Regions from separate parts of the Mus musculus genome. Here region 2 is linked to region 1. A link is a contact called in public HiChIP or PLAC-seq data. All regions are on one chromosome and are shown on one strand. Each heading gives the region's core, a stretch centred on a gene start, on an enhancer-like site or on the middle of the called end of the contact. The rest is flanking DNA. Distances are from core to core; before and after follow the strand shown.

Region 1 (6,553 bases), core at 2,236-4,735:
ACGGCGGCGGCGGCGACGGCCACCGCGGCACTGGCACCCCAGGATACGCATGAAGGCGCGTTTGAACTCCTTGCTGGAGCACGGGTAGATGATGGGGTTGAGGCAGCTGTTGAAGTAGCCCAGCCAGAACACTACCTTGAATACGGCGTCCGGGGGCTTTAGGGTGGAGAACAGGGAGCCTGAAGGGGTGCAGACACAAAGACAGACAGCAGTTGGTTAGTACACTCTCTACTCAGTGGCTCTCCTACTCTGTGCTCAATGGTAGCTTTGTCACCCTTGGGCCTTGTCCCATGTGATTTTTTTTTTTTTTTTAAAATCCTGGATGGCTAGCCTTTCTCATTTTGAAATGAACAAATTACTCTAGGGCTGGGACAGATGCTCATTGCTTAAGAGGCCTCGAGGCTTTATCACAAAGACCAGAGTTTGGATCTCAGCACTCCCACATAGAAATTCCTAATTGTCTCAATCTCCTGCTCTAATGGAGCTGACATCCTCTTCTGGCCTCTGTGAACAACAACAACAACAACAACAACAACAACAACAACAACAACACCACCACCACCACCACCACACACACACACACACACACACACACACACACACACACACACACACACGAATCAGGTATGTTCACTTTTGATCCCAGAATTTGGGATACAGAGGTATGTGGGTCTCTGTGAGTTTAAGGCCAGCCTGGTTCCATAGTGAGTTACAGACTTACAAATAAATAAATAAATAAATAAATAAATAAATAAATAAATAACAATAAAGGAAAGGAAAATGAATGAATTCTAACCCTGGTTCCATAGTGAGTTACAGACTTACAAATAAATAAATAAATAAATAAATAAATAAATAACAATAAAGGAAAGGAAAATGAATGAATTCTAACTCAGTAACTTCCCTCTGTTTATGAAATCTTTCCTGATTTAGGTAAATTGCTGCAACAGTCCTGACTGTTAGGTTTCATAGGTCAGTCCTTACCCTGTCAATCCATGAGACAAACAGCTAAAAGGTTATTTAAAATATAAGAAATACTCTAGCAAGAAAAAAGGAGGTGAGTATTTTAGTAGTAGAGTCCTTGTGTGCGAGTGAGGCCTTGGGTTCAAGTCACTAAGCCAAGCAACATGAATTTGGAACCAACATGGAGGAAGGACACAGCAGATCCTAGTTTGTCCTCTGACCTCCATGTCTGCAACACTTCAAATAAATTAAAAAACATTAAGTTAAATTAAAATATCTATATGATGGTTCTTGCCTTTAGTCCTAGTGCTCAGGGGGCTGAGTCAGGAGGATTGCTAAAAATCTGGGTCATCCTGGAATACGTATTTCTAGGCCAGCTTGAGTTTCAGAGTCAGGTACAAAATGAGAGTCTGTCTAAACACAAGCAAAGAAACAACCCTCCCACCCCACCAAAATCAGCAACAAAAATCTCCCAGTCAACCAGGTAACTAGTCAAAGGAGCAAATCTCCCAGTCAACCAGGTAACTAGTCAAAGGAGCAAATCTCCCAGTCAACCAGGTAACTCGTCAAAGAAGCAAATCTCCCAGTCAACCAGGTAACTAGTCAAAGGAGCAAATCTCCCAGTCAACCAGGTAACTAGTCAAAGGAGCAAATCTCCCAGTCGACCAGGTAACTCGTCAAAGGAGCAAATCTCCCAGTCAACCAGGTAACTCGTCAAAGGAGCAAATCTCCCAGTCAACCAGGTAACTAGTCAAAGGAGCAAATCTCCCAGTCGACCAGGTAACTAGTCAAAGGAGCAAATCTCCCAGTCGACCAGGTAACTAGTCAAAGGAGCAAATCTCCCAGTCAACCAGGTAACTAGTCAAAGGAGCAAAGCATCTCCCCATCTCCAAGCTCAGACAAAAATGAGAACCCAAGAAGAACACGGAATTCCCAGGAGCAGGATACGCAGAGAAGAAAAAGTGGATACAAAAAATAGGTAATTCACATGGAGACAAGATGCTCAAAGTATCAGGCAGTCAAGTTACATTGAAGTAGAATCCATAAAGAGACAAACCATGGCCTTTAAGATGATGGAAAACATTAGATGGCTGCTGAATAAGGCTGTGGGGGACACAAGGAGGCCCTGGCTTTGGCTGCTAAGGACACAGGCAGTCTAGACATTTAGGAGGAGACACCGGCACTACTTGGTTCAGCTATGTGTGTGTGCACACAATCAAGCTGGGCTATTCTGTTCCAGGCCAAACCTTACTCAAAGAATTTCACACAGGACCATAAGGTGGCATACAGGAGGATGCTTTTGGTAGTGTTGCTGTGGTCACAGAGAATAGGAGAAAGCCTGGGGAAGAGGAGGGAGGAGGCATATGTAAAACTGGATAATGGGTAGCACTTATGTCCCAGGATAACAAACTTACGGCAGTATGGAAAGAGTCTAGATACACCGTTTCTTCCCCATGGTAAAACATGCAAAACAGAGTGAGATTTATGAATGATTTCATTTAAGTAATTCAACAAACAACCATATGTGTCTTGCAGAAATGCTTTGAAATTAAAAAACACATCACAAAACGATATGAGACACTTAATGTTTGCCTAGGGGTGAAGGCAGATGGACATGGACTAGGAGATGGGACTAGAAGGAAATAAATCAGTAAAATAAGAGAGAGCGTGGCCCGGTGACAATGAGATGCTGTGGTCTGTGCACATGATTAACTTACCCTCTGAATGTGAGACCCTAAATCATTTCACAGCAGAAGCAAATTAAAAACAACTTCTAATTTAAATATAGGCAACCGAGACCTGGATCAGGGAAGTGGATTGTCCTTGGCCATACAGCATGCCTGAAAGTTTGCAGGCATTGAACCTACACTTTATCTAAATACACAGTACATAATGCAGAAAAACCATACTTAAACAAGATTATTTTTGAGACAGGTCTGTATTCAGGCTGGATTCACACATGCAATCCTCCTTGCTATCCATTTTCAGGACTTTCTATCGAATTTATTTATTTACATATTTAAAACAATGTGACTATAGTTTACAGACCGTTTTGTACTTTAAGTGTGTTCTCTAACCCCACTACCCAGCCTGTGACATACGGTCTTTCATGTTCCATGCTGTGCCCCATGACCAACCAACCAATCAACCAACCAAACAAAATGCAGTAAAAACCAAAAACAAAACTTCCAAGCCCCTCCCCAAACCCCATCTTTAAGCTTGGGTTGTGCTCGCATTCCATCTGGGGACACCTCACCTTCTTGGTCAATTGATGTAAAAATAACTCTTATTCTCCTGTAGTAATTGTTCCTTCCAAGGCTTATTGCCTTGGTCTGTTAACTTAGGCCTTGTCCTGGAAACTTCTAGCCTCGATACAATCTTATCTAACCTAGAAGGTTTTCAGCCTCTGAGGTTTGCTGCTGAATAAATTCCCCCCTTCCTTGTTCCTTCTGAATGCAGGCTGGGCTGATTCAGCTCAGCTGTTCCAGCTCCAACTCCTCTCCAAGCTGACTGAGTCAGCCGGACTTCTCTCTCAGCCTCTGACTGAACTGCTGTTTGGTCTCAAGCAAACTCTAGTAATCTGTTCTCATCTGCTGGCTCATCCTGTCTTCACCCGAGTCTAGCCTTTTCACTCTTCATCCTGTCTCTGTAAAACTCTCTCAGGAACAACTGCCTCCCGCCTCTCTCCCTCTGCGCTGCTTCCTCTTACCATTGCCTCCCTTTTCTCTCTCTCTCATGAGAGTTGGGTAGATCCTATTCTGTCAAACCTTTCTCTGACTAGTCACTTCGTCTGTCACTCAGTTAAACATCACCTTCAAACATGGGTGATTCCTTCTACAACTTTGCCTTCATTGTTTAGGATTAAAGGTGTGTGCTAAGGGCAGGGCCACACCACAACTAGAAACAGGTTTTTTTTTTTTTTTTTTTTTTTTTTTTTTTTTTTTTTTTTTAGTAAATAACACAATCTCAGGGTTCAAATATCCTGCAACAATTTGAGGTTCACCCTGTTGTTGTGGGAAGTTGCAATTCTTCTCAGTTTAGCAAATCAGTAGTTCGGGCTGTTATGGCTTAGTCAGGCTCCTGGAGCGGGACTAAGCCATCCAGGAGTTTCTATTTGGAAAGAGTACTATGCATACCCATGTGTCAATGCTGACTGACGTCTTCTTTAAACTCTGGGGAAAAGTGGAAGTGGGCTACATTCTAGCTGTATGTTAAGACCAATAAGGTGCTGCTTTAATTCTGACAAATATTACACCGTCACTTAATCCAAAAATAGGGCTTTGGATTAAGACACTGTGAACATGACAAGACACCTACTGAACTGTAGCAAATGAACGTGAAGCATCCTGGCGGGATGAGATTTATGTCTTTTGGCTATGGGCATCTTTCCAAGACCGAGTCTGAGGGGTCGAGGAAACAGGTCTTGACTAAGTAGGAAAAGGAACAAGAGTGATGGATATTGGAGGCCTATGTACTCCGTTGGGAGGTATGTGCTGATGAGAACAAAGCCAGGCAGCATGTCTTGTTGCATAGGAACCAGTCTGGTAGCTATGGACGCAATGTGACCAAAGAGGGGAAGGATTGAAAGCAACACAGCCTTTTTTCTGAGGATAAACATGAAACCTTGCCTGGTGTCAAGCCTGTTGAAGATGGCAGTGAATTGAGCAACAAATGGATCCTTCCTTTTAAGGACTACACAGAGCACAATACCGCTAATGGCAAGTGTTCTCCTAGGCCATCTTCCACACTGTGAAGATTGTGTTCAAGACCCTGTGCTGAAACTTTGTTAGAAAGCACCCTGTTATGGCCATAGCCTTGTAAAGTTTAAGCAAAGACCTGAGGATAGATTTTCTCATGCAAATCTGGAGTCATGTGCAATTCATTCTTGTGAGTATAAGGCATTCTTTCCTCTCAAGATAATTTGGGCAGTGTGAGAGATGAGTATAAGGCGGAATTCAAATGACCTGGCCTGGTGTCCAGAATTGGCTGTTGGACTTTAGAAGTGTTCATGAAGCCTGCTACTTTCTCATCTATCAAATGCGAACGGTAACTGTTTCATAGAATCTTCTTTTGAGTATGTGAGAGTAATTATGTACATGGGGTAAGGTGTAGTGACACACATTGAAAATCCCAGCTCTCGGGAGGTGGAAGTAGGAGGAGCAGGAGCTCAAGGTCATTGTCAGCTACATATTCAGTTTCAAGGTCAGCCCTGGCCACAGGAAGCCCTGTTTCAAAACACCACCACCACCACCACCACCACCACCACAACCACCAAAAATGAAACAGAAATGATAAAAAGGAAGAAGTAAATGAGAAAATAGAAGGAAAGAGAGGACCATGTAAAATTCTTATTATTTGCTCTGACACTTTTTAACCCTATAACAAATGATGGGCCTTTTGAAACGCACGTGGTCCGCATATCAGTGGGAGGAGGATCCCAGCTCTTGTAAAAAAAAAAAAATCTGCGACTTTGCGCTTCTATAAAATGGTTCAAGAGATTTGCTTGTGACCTACTTGTAGCCTCCCATGCATTTTGCATCTTCCTTAGGTGACTGATAACAAATCAATAACTCAGAATCTCGCATGATATAAGTGACGCATAAATGGCTGTTATACTGCGCAGTGTTTAGGGAAGAGCGAGGGAAACAAGTTGCATCTCTCCAGTAGAGCTTCGACCTTTGCCCTCAAATGTCTATGCAAATTTATTCTTTTGTTTATTTTTGTGCTAGGGGCCACATGCCAAGGAGTAGGTATACAGTTCCAAGGGCATCTTTGGGGAGTCAGTTATCTCCTTCTTCTACGTGGATCTGGGGTACTGACCTCCTGTAACTGTGCCTAGCGGCAAGCCCCTTTGCCCACTGAACCTTCTTCCTGCTCCACTCTTAATGCTTTTAACGCAGGGTTGGTTAAACTCTCGGATGCAGGACTGGAGGATACAGAGGGCCAACACAGCCTGCCCAGTCTTCAGCCTCCATCAGGAACTCTGCTCTGATCTACTCCAGTCAAGTCAGTGTGGTTTCTTTATCCCCCACCCTGCTGAACACATACAGGCTGGTCCCATTTGGCCACTTAGTTGCTTGTTAATATTGTCAAGCTATGTCCCAGGGCTGGCTGAGGCCTTGTTTACTAACTAGATTGTAAATCCCTTCTGGACAGGAAACATTATTTTCATTTCCCCTCCAGATTTATATATTTTCTTATAAAAATGATAATGCTGAGTTAAAATGACCGGTTACAAAAATAAATGTATAAAAGAATAAAAAAAATCTTTCTCCAGTCAAGTTCGGAGGACCAGAGTTAACAGTTGTGGTTTTCTTCTGTGATTTTTTTTTCCTTAAATGGGGTCCAACTCCACCTCTCTTTCCCTAAATTGCTTGGCTCAGTCACTTCTCCTTGTCTGGGTCTATATCGTTTCTTCACCCCGACTACTGCCATGTCACATTCCAATCTGGATGCATAGTAATTTCTTTAACATGTCCCCTAATGCCAGTCAAGCAGGTGATTGATCTCCAATATTTAACTGTTCCAATCTGCAGCGATTAAAAAGCCTCAGGCACTCGCTCTTTGCACATCTGTTTCTGTAGGCTAA
Region 2 (6,553 bases), core at 2,859-5,358, 220 kb after region 1:
GTTCCAGAGCCCCTTGAATGTGCTCCTGGTTGAACTTCTTTCTCTTCCCTTGTTGCTGAGCTTGGGACAGGGCCTGCAACTGCATCGTTTTCTGAGATAATGTAATCTCTTTGAACCTATTGTCTATTGCTGGTTAATGAGAGTCGTGGGATTGGATGGAATGCCTTTCATAGGCTCATGTGTTTGAATACTTGGTCCCCAGCTGGGGATGAGAGTTGAGGTAAGGCTTAACTAGAGGAAGTATGTCACTGGACATAGGATTTGAGGTTCTTCTCCAGCTCCACTTCCTGTTTGTTTTAGGCAAATTTTGGTCAGGCTGAATTTTACCTCCATGAATTTTAAGACCAAAGTATATCCTTCCTCCTTTAAGTTGCTTCTTTCCAGGTTATTTTTTTATTATAGCATAGAGAAAAATGAATGCTGTGGTTATTGTTGCTAGGCTTACTGTGCTATGCTGCCCCTTACCAGGTGTGTCAAAGGGAACTAGCACCTTCCTGCAGCACAGAGATCCACTTGCTTCTATTGAATTTGAGTAGGACATGTAATTGAATTTTAGATACAAGAGGAATTGAAACTGAACATTCTGTGCCTACATTTATACCATAGAGCGTGTATGGAAGATAGCACTAATTATTCATATCTTAAAGATGAAGGCACAATGGCTGAGACAGGTCAGCAAGTTGCCAAGAGCTGTCCAGCAGGTTTGTGGAAATGCCTTTCTGTTCATAACCCATACTGTAATCCGCATTGTAGAGAAAGTAGACTCATAGGTATAATAATATAGCTAAAACTTTTATCTCTCTTGTAAACTTAAAAAGTTCGTGTAAGCTTCAGGGAGTTTTCTTGGATCTACCTCTCACAGGTCAGATGGACTCCAGAAAATTATTCCTCTCAGTCAACAACTTAAGTTTTTCCACCTGCCTATTCCTAAAGGCAGAATCTTTCTGTTCCCCTGATCTTGAGACTCCTCCCCTCTCCCAACTACCAGGATGATAGGCCCATAAGTTTCAAGTGTACACCCAAGATAAAGATTTTCCCTAACTCCTTAACTTTATTTTCTGTTCCTGGTCTATACCTGTCCAAACAGATTTCCAATCAACTGAAGACTGCAAACTACTCCAAATGTTCAAGCTCTAGGTGCTTCTGACAGAATTCCCAACCAACTTGAGCCCCTACATCCAAAATGGTTCCAAGGTAGTTAGCTGTAGGTGGTCCAACATCACAGACTGCTCCAAAGTGGTCTGCACTTCCCTAGCCCCAGGTGGTCCCATAGAACCTGGACAGTGATTAAACAGTTGTCCCCCAGCCTGCACTTTTTTCTCTCTTGGCTTTGGCCATCATTCCAGCCATCCTGGGACCCAACAATGGATTCCCAATTTCAGCAGGAGGTAGTTATAGAAGAGATTATGTTGTCAACAACAAAAAGGCTGGAATGTCAGATCTCAAAGAAACCCAGGACAAATGGCCTATTTAACATATCAGAGAGGACAGTGAGTACCAGGTTCTCCCAGGATCTCTCAGCATCTTAAGTACCTGTTACAGAGTTATCCTAGCTGGTGTACCAGCATCTTACCCTAAACTTAAACAGTGTATGTGCTTCCCTTTCCTTCCCCAAGCCTCTCTTTCCTTTATAACCCAGCAATTTTGTCTGTGTGGCTTTTGTTCTCTTGGCTTCTCTTTTGCCCCTCTCTTTCTTTCTCAAACCCTTGCCACTCTATAACCTAGCTCAATGTGATGGACCAGTTCCGTTTGGACTCTTCTAAATGCCCCTGGTAGTATTTTGGCTCAGACCTACAATAAAGACCCTCTCTCTCCCCCACCATACCTAGGTATAATAATTTCCTTGTTTTTCCATTCAGAGACAAATTCTCAACTCTGCTAACCCTTTCTAATATTTTTAAAAATAACTTTCATTTATTAGGGTAAAAAGAATTCCATAAAACCTTGCTTCTGTCGCCTGTCAATGACAGTGGGTTTGGAGTGGTTTGGTTAATCCATCTCTTGTGAAAACCCAATTGAACTGGCCATAATTGACAAACCTGAATGCTCCGGTGAAGGTCGAGGAGCCAAGCGTGAAAACCTGTGCTATTAGAACTGACACCAGAATTGTGATTAAAAGAGGGTCTAACTCGTATGCCCTGTGTGGCGTCAGGCCTCTTTCTCAAATGAATAATTACACTCTGCCTGGGAAACGTGCGCTTCACTTTTTGAGTGCGTTCAGATCTGTGATGGCTTACATATGCTCCTCTCAGTAAAGCAGTCACAAGCAATGTTACTGCCCCATCCTCACCTAAGAAAATGAAGACCCCAGAAGATGACAGGATTCCCACATTCCCCCAGCAGGTGAGAGGCTGAGGAAGGAGGGGAAAAGCCATCATTTCCCTTCAGAGTCTTTGGCTTGAGAGAGACTCTTCAGACAGTGTATTCAAAGGGACATTGTATTCAAAGGGACATTCCTGGATGACTATGGAGCTGGAGGAGTTCCTACTGAGCTGCCTCTATAAGGCCTAGGGGAGATCTTGTCAACTGTCCCAGCTCAGCTTTTATTGAGTAATTCTGATTGTACTCTCTGGTGCATGAATTAACTTTTTTTTTTTTTTTTTTTTTTTGAGAAAGTGGAAGATAAGTGAAGAGGTAGAAAATTGCTAAGGACACCCTTGATCCTTTCTTACCTCTGGGGGATCCTAAAGGCACCCTCTCCCATGTTCTCTTTCCTCTACCTGTGAGAAATAATATCTCTTTGGGGTTCATTGGTAACTATTTATTGAGCACTTAGTATGTGCTCATTGCTTTGCTTATATGTTTGTTGTTGTTGTTGTTTACACTTCAGCACCAGAGAAAGGGTTACTTCGTATCCAATTTCTTCTCCAATACCAACAAGGTTAGATCTGTTTCTGAACTGTTTGTTTCTAGTTTTCAAAAAGGTCATATGTATAAGTATGTATGTATATACAAATATCATATACTTATATACATATGTGTATATTATAGATATAAGTATCATACATCACCTAATATCTTCAACTTTGTCTAAAGTGGCTTCTTGCTAGCAAATACACTCATATTTCTGTGATGGGACATGACAATAGAGAAGACGATAAGAAGGTGGTATAAATGGGCCAGGTCAACTTTCCCACCCAGGCCAATGCATAACAACCTTAACAAAAACCTTGTGTTTCCCTGGAGATCTTTAATCTAGGGAGTTACAACAGGTGGGTCTGTGTTATTTGTTCACAGATGTCCACACAGAAGGGAAAGGAAATTCTTATTTTGGTTATATGGCTTACATGTGACATTGCTCTGTTAGAAACTGGGTCTTTTGACTTTAGCACCTATGCTGTTAACCAAGAAGACCTCATGAAGCATTTCTCTCTGGAAGCATATGATGTGGATATTTGCACCAAGAGGCAGTTGTAACTTCTATTCTTGACATAGGGGACAAGAACTATTGGAGTCTCTTGAATAGATTTAAGGACACATTTTTTATCAACTATGCTTAGTACTCTCTGCTCTAATGTAAAGTCCGTGGCCCAGTCACCTTGGCACCAGCTTATTAGAAACATGAACTCAGGCCCCATCTAGGACCAATTGAGTCAGAAATAGGGGTTAGCAGTCTCTTGAAAGCTTACGGGCAAAGGCCAGTTTGAGCAGCTGTGATCTGAAGCATTTCACTTGTATGATTCATTCTCACAACTACCAGGTGAAATAGGTGTTGTTGGCATCCACCTAACACAGCTCAGGTGAGGTCCAGAGAGATTAAATAACTTGCATCAGGCAAGGTCACACAACTGGTGTGTCCCTGACATGACCAAATGACAGCTTGACTCAATGATCCTGGCTCTTTACCCTGAGATATCCTTGCAGGAAGTAAAGTCATAGCTATGCCAGGGGGACAGGGTTGAGGGGCTGCTGTTCTTGCCTGTTTGGGTGAGAGCTAGGAAACCAACTTGCTGTTCGGCTCTCTTCTCTCTACCTGATTTTCCCTAGGCTCCTTATCCTAGACCACAGCAGAGCTGTTTACTTCAGTTAACATTTCCCCCCTCTTCGGGCACATGGTACGATTTGCTCTCATGCTACTTTGAGATCCCTGGTCATGTGGTTGCATCAACCAATGAAATGAAAGGGGAAACGATGTGCCATACTTCCGGGGAGCTGCAAAACAGTACATCCATCACCTTTGTCCTCTGTTTAAAAGGAAGTGAAACCCCCATCACCTGGGTGTCTTGAGTCCACGCTGGGCACGCATTGCGAGGGAGAAAGAAAAAATCTTTGAGCTTGTAAACTGTGGAGATCTGGGGAGTTGTTTGGTGCCCTGGCACAACGTAATCCGACCTGGCTGACTCTGACTCATCTTCCTTTTCTCCAGAGGCTGATTTACACGGCAGGAATGCCAGCCAGCAGCTCCGTGGGTGGGAAAAATGTACCTGCTTTTATGTGTTCAAGCTAATAGCCTCTTTTTCCTACTGCCTGTGAGGGTTTGTCTTCTTTCTCAGTGCCAACTTTATTTCTGATTTGTTTTCCTTGTTGGACCTCTACAACTTTTTATTTTCCAAGGCTATTTTTAGTGCCTCTATTCTACCCTGAAGGAAATAGTTCACATCTTGGTGCCCAGGGCTTTTTTAGCTCCTTTTAATGGGGAAGGACAACACATATCAACAATTCTTTTAGTCACCATGTCATTTCCCCAAGAGGCTCAGAGAAGAACAAAATGTCTCCTTAAAATGACTTTGGGATGTTAGCCTGCATCCTCCTTCCCACAAGGAGATATTCAATCTTCCTTCCTTCCTTCCTTCCTTCCTTCCTTCCTTCCTTCCTTCCTTCCTCCCTCCCTCCCTCCCTCCCTCCCTCCCTCCATCCCCCCTTCTCTCCCGCCTTCCCTTCCTTTATTCCTTCCTTCCATTTGTTGGCTATCCTTTGAACCCGGTGACTGCCTAGCTTACTGAGTCAGTCTTTGGGGAATAGAGCTCAAAAAGAGGTACCAATTCCAAGTTCCCTGTAATTTATCTACAGGTTCACGTGTTTGGTTAGTCTTGGGTTGGTTATGTATCTGACACTCTGAGCTATATATGATTTTACTATAGCTTACTCCCATTCATCAAAAAGTTACAATGGATGAAAATAACTAAAACTAAAACAGAAACCAGCAGCAAAACCTTTGCGCTTTTAAATTGTGGAGATCTGGGGAGTTGTTACCCTGGCAACAACAGAGTCTGTCCTGGCTGATGTCATTCTTAAGATATTGGTAATGACTATCTGTAATTATCCCAACTTGGAAATAAACAGAATACCCTTCCTTATGTGACTGGATAAGCAGCTGTCATGTATCTAGATTATGACAAAGCACTTAGTGATGAAAAGAAATAAACTTTGAAGTCATAAGAAGGTATGGATAAGCTTAAATCCATATTACTGAATGCAAAATCTAAGTGGGAATGGATGCAGACTGTAAGATCGATTCTTACTCTAAGACACTCAGAAAAAGGCAAAATTATGAAAGTACTAAATGATTAGTGGTTTTCAGGGGTTTCCATGTGAAAAGAGATGAATGGATATATGGAGTTTAGGAAACTTTTAGGGTAATGAAACTATTAGGTGAGGTACCATAATGGTAGGAAAATGTCATTATGTATTTATCAACACTCACAGAATGTGCAACACAATAATGAACCTTAGTGTAAAGCATGAACCATGGGTGATTATGATATGTCAATGCAGACTCATTGCTCATAAAACCTGGACCATGCCGGAGGGGAACGAGGGCAGCAGGAGACCATGTGAGTATGGGCAGGAGTTAGAAGAAAATATTCCATTCTTTCTACTCGATTTCGCTTCTAACATAATTTATATTAATTTGGGGACTAAAAAAAAGCCCCTCTACATTCTCCTCTATGTTTTCAGAAGAAATCACGCCGTCTCCTTACAAGTGAGGGTAAGAGGAGAAAATGAACACTTCAGTTCTCTATGTCCCAGCCATTTCCCATTCAATGTCTCCCATCTAACAAGGAGGGCTAATCAGGAGAAAAGTAGGGTGTGTGTAGCTACAGTTGTGTGGGAAAGTGCTGAAGCCATGGACCGGAATAATCAGGACAATCAGGGTCCTATTTACAGCAAGTTGTGACCTATTTCTTAACCAGCAATTTGTAGCCAGACTTCTCCAATCCGCCTTCATGAGAGATGCCTGGGAATTTATCATGGCAGAAGGAAGATGTGAGTCTTCCCCAACTCTCTAGGTCAAGTTCTTGGGTTTGAGCACTCACATGCCTCTGGAACACTTAGGCTGTGGGGCAAGACATACCTCAGAAACCTCTAGAGGTGGGAAGTCTGAACAGACTGTAGAGTCAAGGAATACACAGAATTTGAAAGCTAGAGGATCAGGAACCAGGTGGGAAGTCTAGGCAATGGATGGAAGGGTGAGTTCTGAGCAGCATGGAAACTTCAAAGTGACTTCCTTCTAGACAGGGACTCAGCACGAAGCTGAGATCTGTGTTCTGTAGAAGTCATAACTCACCTTGAGGCTGTATTCTTTGGTATAGTGTTTTTGGAGCAAACTTTC

Evidence for each region. HiChIP or PLAC-seq counts read pairs in DNA pulled down with a chosen protein or histone mark.
Region 2: a GR HiChIP or PLAC-seq map of the 3134 cell line shows a contact between it and region 1, with 5 times the contacts expected there. The contact joins two enhancer-like sites. A contact is called at or near these places in 1 of 15 datasets of contacts at CTCF or cohesin (the NIH/3T3 cell line), 8 of 484 Hi-C or Micro-C datasets (the 3T3-L1 cell line, embryonic fibroblasts, liver and 1 more) and 1 of 115 datasets of contacts at active chromatin or transcription factors (the 3134 cell line).

Annotation. Positions count from the first base shown.
Region 1 is chr11:43,776,281-43,782,833 of GRCm38.p6, forward strand. Adra1b (adrenergic receptor, alpha 1b) reads right to left here. Exons shown (of 2, transcript NM_007416.4): 2 at 1-179. Among named protein-coding and RNA genes, the nearest start is that of Ttc1, 32 kb to the left of the region's middle. Within about 2 kb of position 3,486, at least 10 of the 459 cell types and tissues checked have an H3K27ac peak or open chromatin away from gene starts, as enhancers often do.
Region 2 is chr11:43,994,158-44,000,710 of GRCm38.p6, forward strand. All of the region lies in intron 1 of Gm12153 (a long non-coding RNA gene), which reads left to right. Among named protein-coding and RNA genes, the nearest start is that of Gm12153, 38 kb to the left of the region's middle. Within about 2 kb of position 4,109, at least 20 of the 459 cell types and tissues checked have an H3K27ac peak or open chromatin away from gene starts, as enhancers often do.